Regions from separate parts of the Oryctolagus cuniculus genome. Here region 2 is linked to region 1. Evidence: chromatin contacts called from public Hi-C data. All regions are on one chromosome and are shown on one strand. The core of a region is the stretch at or near the end of the contact, and the rest is flanking DNA. Distances in the headings are between cores, read along the strand shown.

Region 1 (3,153 bases), core at 465-2,964:
CGGGCTGCCGGGTCTTCTGAGGGGGAGGCCACTGCCAAGATTCCACACACTGCGCACGCCCCCCGCATTGGAGGGGCCTGGGTTTCCCTCTCGGCATGGCTGCTTTGGGGGGCGCCCCCTCTCAGCTCCCCTCCACCGAGGAGCTGGGCAGGGGCGCCCTCAGTTCTGCCCGCTTTGGACCCGTCGGAAACCTTCGCTCGCGCTCTGGCCCCTCGCACCTCGTAACCTTCTGAGAACTGACCTCAGGCAGGCGAAGGGACCGGGCGCCGACCACAGCGGCCTTCGAGACGAATCCCGGGCCGAGCAAACTTTGCAACTCACGCCTGCGGGGCTGTGGTGGAGGGTACATCCACAGGTGACACCGGGCCGCCCACCCGCCGCCGCCCGCGTGCGCTTCCCACCCCAACCTGTTCTCGAAATAGCCCTCCCGGCGGCGCGCGCCTTTGGCCGCCACAGCCCTCCCGCACGCACGTCCTCCGCGGGCACGAAGGCGCCCGCTGCACACCCCCTCCGAGCGCCATTCCAGTGATTCACGCCCCTTGGGTCGACCCCACCCTAACACACACAGCAAACTTCGCTCCCCACCCTTATCTCTCGTGGCTCCCAAGGCACTGGCGACCGTCGACTTCATTTCCTTCCTCACCCCCTCGAATACCTCTCGCCATCCCCCTCATCCTCATCCCCTGTCTCCTCCCGAAAAAAATGCGCTAATTAAAATGTAGTTTCCTCTTCCCACATAGGAAGTGTGGAAAATGAATCTCATTTTGGCACGAGCTGTGATTCCTTTTATCCTCGCTTTCTCTCTCCCCCGGACTGGGGCTGCACAGATTTTTAGTCTACCATCATCTCCCCGTTTGCTCAAAATCTAACCATGCCTTCATATTTTGAAATACTCCTTAAGAATGGTAGGGATACGGCTTCCCGGCTTTGGGAAGAAAACAATATTTTTTAAATGCTCAGCCTGTCATTTTATTTGGCGTTTTAAAATATCTGCAGTATTTGAGGGAGAGATTGGGAGTGGCTGGATGTTTTCTTGCATTTAAAAGCCAAAAAAAAAAAAAAAGAAAGAAAGAAAGAAAGAAAGCTTTGCATGCATTAAGGTTGATCTTTATGAATTTCAAAAAAAAAAAAGTATGCTAAAGGCACACATCAGATAATAGTCAGCAGTGTACAGGGCATTTGCCGGTCACAAATCTAGACACCCCCCCCCCCCACCTCCAGGAAGGCAGATTCACATAATTCATTTTAAGCATGTCTGGCGAACCGCGTTTCCACGATCGTCCCCTCTCCCACAGCTTCTGGACAAAATGGATACAGAATCTGCTCACCCGCTGAAGAGCCAAGGCTTCCTGGAGTCCAGGGTGGTGGACGTGCCTGCGTCTCGGTTGTCGAGGTGTGCAGTCTGCAGTGCTGCACAGGAACCCGCTGCAGCCCCACACAGCGGCGGCGCGGCTTCTCCCGGGGCGCAGTAGTAAAGTGTGTGACTTCGTGGAGACTCCACGATTACCCTTGGGCGCTTGCTGGGGAGAGGAGGCGGAATCTTTCTTAAAGGAATGGGTTTTGTTTTTCCTCTCCACTGTTGCTTCGCGAGAAGCAGAAAGGGTGGAATCAGGGAGTTGGGTTTTTTTTTTTTTTTTTTTTTTTTTTTTTTTTTTTTTTTGGGACTGTGTAGAAGCAGTACAGCTGTGGGAGGTCAAGGTTAAAATTAATTGGGTGATCGAGGGACTGAAGCTCTGGTTTTTAGTGTGAGTCAATGAGATGCTAGAAACAACAATTTTAAAGAGCCCCAACCTCAATGGCAAAAATAAAATCGCGTGTCTTGAAACTGATTAGTAATACGAGACAATATTTAATGTCCAACCTTTGAACTAAAATGATAAGTTTATAAAGAAAGACTTTTAATATTTAATACAGGAGTGAAAAGAATAAGAAAGTAAAATTTATGTCACTGAGACCAATCAATTTGAGTCCTACTAAAACCTTTAAGAGTTCGCAGAATTTCCGTGAATGCCAGTATTAGAACACATGTACTCATATGTTATAAAAATCACAATATCATTTATCAAGAGACAAAAAAGAGCTAAAGTAACTATAAAATGATAGCAGAGTACATGCTATTTCAGTGGCAATTCAATGACCAGCAAAATTAAGAAACTCAAGTGGATTAACAATTAAATGCATGTGAATCTATGAAGTAGACTATTAAAAATGTGATATGTTCACATGACACATTATGACCTTAAATTTTATTTTTAATATTCTTTGATTTAAGTACTGAATGACTATGAGTTTTTGTTCATAGGTGTGGTCTTGAAATATTAATAGGGAAAACTGTGGAAAATATTCTGGCATTAATTTACTTTGTACAGACTTTGTTAATTACCTTTGTGATCTTGAGCAAGTAACTAACTGTATTTGGCCCTTAGTTCCCTATTTTGTAAAATGAGGAAGTTGAATTAAAATTTCCTAATTCTGTGATTTTATGACATTCACATGTTTATATTTGTTATATAATGCAAACATGTCCCACACTAAATTTGTTTCTTAAAATGTGGATTAAAAGCAAGTATTTTATTTTAAAAACATTACCAAAGTATATTATTTCCACTATTCTGAAATTGTTTTGCAAATCAGAGATACTAAGTGATTGATGTGCTACAATATGTGTTAAATAATAACTAAAACATCTGTGAACACTGGAACATCAGATGGTAGAGTTGAAACCAGTTTTAGATCTCGTCTACTCCAGCCTATCATTTTTGTAAGATTTATTTATTTATTTGAAAGGCAGAGTTCCAGGGGTGGTTGTGGGAGGAGAGAGAGGGAGAGAGAGGAGGGGAGGGAGAGAGAGAAGAGGGCTCTTCTATCTACTGGTTCGCTCACCAAATGGCTGCAATGGCCAAAGCTGAGCCAATCCTGGAGCTAGGAGCTTCCTCTGTGTCTCCTACATGAGTGGCAGGGGTCCGAAGACTTGGGCCATCTTCCACAGCTTTCCCATGCACACCAGCAGGGAACCGGATCAGCAGCCGAACAGCCAGGATTGGAACCAATGCCCATATTTGTTGCCAGCATCATAGGCGTCAGCTTTACCCACCACAACACAATGCTGGCCCCAGTCCTATAACTTTTACAAGTGGAAAACATGAAAACCCA
Region 2 (3,153 bases), core at 207-2,706, 120 kb after region 1:
GCCCTGGCCCCATCTTTTTTTTTTTTTTTTTTTTTTTTTTTAGATTTATTTATTTGAAAGAGTAACAGAGAGAGAGAAGTCTTCCATCTGCTGGTTCACTCCCTAAATGGCCACAATGGCTGGAGCTGGGTGGGTAAGAAGCCAGGAACCAGGAGCTTCTTCTGGATCTCCCACATGGGTACAGGGGCCCAGGGACTTGGACCGTCTTCTACTGCTTTCCCAGGCCATAGCAGAGAGCTAGATCAGAAGTGGAGCAGCTGGGACATGAGCTGGTGCTCATATGGGATGTTGGCACTACAGGTGGCAGTTTTACCTGCTGTGTCACAGTGCAGGTCCCCTGCCTTCCAGTCTTGATTTCTGCCCATTCACATCTGTTTGGGCAGTTGGGGAATGAACCAGTGTATGAGAGTGCTTTCTGTTCCTGTCTCTCCCTAAAAAAAAAAAAAAAAAAAAAAAAAAAAATTAGGACCGTGAACAAGTAGAATTTGGATTCTTGGAGATAGAGACAAACAAAGTTTCCTGAGCAAATTTACAGGTGTAGGTGGAAATGCCTAATGATAAGTTTGAAGAAAAAAGAAAAATAGGGGCCTTTTGGGTCACCCATGACTGGTCATGGTGGCCTTGACCCCAGCATTAGATTTCTTTTCGTTAGTGGGGACCCATTGAGGGTCTTTGAACAAGAGAGTGTCATGATCAGAGAGACCAGGGCTTAGTGTTGGCAGAAGAAAGGAGGCACTGATAATTGAAAAACCTGTAAGGAGGCCACTGCAGGATCGAGTCAAGGGCAGGGGCTTTGGGTCTGCAGCATGGAAGAGGGGACGGATTCAGTGGAGAAGCTCTAGAACTTGGATTAAGTATGGGCCTTGTGGACAGCTGGCCAGAGGGACTGGGGAATTGTATGTGGTGCTATCAGCAGGAAGAGCCATGGGGAGTTGTATTGTGGTGCCATCAGCAGGAGGAGCCATGGGGAGTTGTATTGTGTTGCCATCAACAAGGAGAAACGTGGGGAATTGTATTGTGATGCCATCAACAAGGAGAAATGAGGGGGATTGTATTGTGGTGCCATCAGCAGGAAGAGACGTGGGGAATTGTACTGTGGTGCCATCAGCAGGAAGAAACGTGGGGAATTGTATTGTGGTGCCATCAACAAGGAGAAACGTGGGCAATTGTATTGTGGTGCCATCAACAAGGAGAAACGTGGGGAATTGTATTGTGGTGCCATCAACAAGGAGAAACGTGGGGAATTGTATTGTGGTGCCATCAACAGGAAGAAACATGGGGAATTGTATTGTGGTGCCATCAACAGGAAGAGACAGGCTCCTTATTTTACTTCTTCTGGAGAGGAGGGTGGATGTACTGCATGGGATTCTGGGGCCCTGCTGGGACTGTGTGAATGAGGAGGCAGGGCCAGCTTTGTGTGTAATCCAATGCAGCACCCTCCTCCATGATAGAGAGGCTGCCATTCTCTGCAGCTCTTGTTCCCAAGTGTTTCATCTCGGCCTCGATTCAGGGTTGATGGGTGGGGAAAGGAGGGTGTTGGAGAAGCGAAGGAAAATCTTAAATTCTGTCCTTTGTATACTTTTCAGAATACAAATACACACACCCACACACTAGTCCCTGAGGGAGAAAATGTACCCCAAATGCATAATTGCGCAAGGACTTGGCGATCCAGTGGCCTGCTTTCTCTGTCCTCTGCAACTCTCAGGGTTTCTCCTTTTTAAATTTGGAACAAGGATTATGGTTTTTGTGAGTTTGGGCCCTGGTAGATTTTTACAGTGAGGAACTGTCTACTGTCTCTGGTAATCTGAATGCATTCATGTACCTTCGATGTTGGCATTTGTGGGTACCATGTCCCCAGGCCAGGAGAATCCTTGTTTGGGGGCCAGAGCTGTGCCAGCACGGCTTTTTAGACATCTCAGTCCCTCATCCTCCCCATCTGTAAGCCCCCATATTCCCCTCTGGGGCTTGCCATTTTCCAAGGGTTGTATTTTGTCAGGGGTGACTCTGCCAATGTGAGTTTTTGGCTGTGTTTGTGGTTCCTCTTTGGGAAGACATGAATCAGAGTTTCCTAAACTTTTTTGGACCCTACCCCATTTCTACTGGAGTCAGCTTCCTGTTTTGTTTTGTATTTCTTAAACAGTCTTTCTCCTGCTGTGGGGGTAGTGATTTTAACCAACTGTGCTGATTAGAGTAATGCTAGCCATGGTCACCCATCTCCAAATTTCAGTGGTTTGTTGCTGTAAAGCCTTATATCCTGTTCACATAGCAGTACAGAGTGGTAGTTCTTGCCTGGTAGGAGATAAAGGAGATAAAGTAATTGAGTTGTCTCAGCTCCTTCCTTCCTATGCTGCCACTATTCCAGCTGGTAGAAGAGTATGGGGAGGGTTGCCGGCACATCGGGTTCTAGTCCCGGTCGGGGCGCCGGATTCTGTCCCGGTTGCCCTTCTTCCAGGCCAGCTCTCTGCTGTGTCCCCGGGGTGCAGTGGAGGATGGCCCAAGTGCTTGGGCCCTGCACCCCATGGGAGACCAGGATAAGTACCTGGCTCCTGCCTTTGGATCAGCGCAGTGCGCCGGCCTTGGCGGCCATTGGAGGGTGAACCAAGGGCAAAGGAAGACCTTTCTCTCTGTCTCTCTCTCTGACTGTCCACTCTGCCTGTCAAAAAAAAAAAAAAAAAAAAAAAAAAAAAGTATGTGGCGAGCACAATCACTTTTGGCAGTCCTATCTCAAGACATCCCCTCCCGCTCACATTCCATTGGTGTGACCACCTGGATGCGCGGGCCCTGGGAAATGAAGTCCTGGCTGGGCAGCCACTTGCCAGTGACTCTTCTACTTCAAGGAAGGGGTGTGAGTCTTTGGATAACCATCTGCTTTTCCCACACACCTTGACTTGATTTATTAGGAGAGAAGAAAAAGTACCAAAGTCTGGGTGCTACTTTAGTGTCTGGAAGTAAGGCGCCTATGTCCCCATTCACAACTTAACCTCTGATACTTCCTGTGGAAAGAGCCATTTACTCACCCAGTGTCATTTTTGTTGAGAAACTGATTTGTTTGAGGCACTGCGCCTGGCTCACGGCTTATGAGAGTTGAGGGTCAAAAGGAATAAGATGTCTCCCCAGCCTGGCCCATAGTGAGTTTAGTTGCACTTGTCTGGG

Evidence for each region. Hi-C and Micro-C count contacts between places; a contact is called where the count stands out from the background.
Region 2: a Hi-C map of psoas muscle shows a contact between it and region 1, with 3 times the contacts expected there. The contact joins the enhancer-like site here to the promoter of ADD3 in region 1. A contact is called at or near these places in 3 of 6 Hi-C or Micro-C datasets (ear pinna, psoas muscle and an unstated tissue).

Annotation. Positions count from the first base shown.
Region 1 is chr15:20,291,800-20,294,952 of mOryCun1.1, forward strand. It overlaps ADD3 (adducin 3), which reads right to left and starts at 1,715. Exons shown (of 14, transcript XM_070057246.1): 1 at 1,329-1,715.
Region 2 is chr15:20,408,800-20,411,952 of mOryCun1.1, forward strand. All of the region lies in intron 3 of XPNPEP1 (X-prolyl aminopeptidase 1), which reads left to right. Among named protein-coding and RNA genes, the nearest start is that of XPNPEP1, 29 kb to the left of the region's middle. Within about 2 kb of position 1,457, at least 1 of the 8 cell types and tissues checked has an H3K27ac peak or open chromatin away from gene starts, as enhancers often do. A contact at or near this core is called in ear pinna, where this site is marked.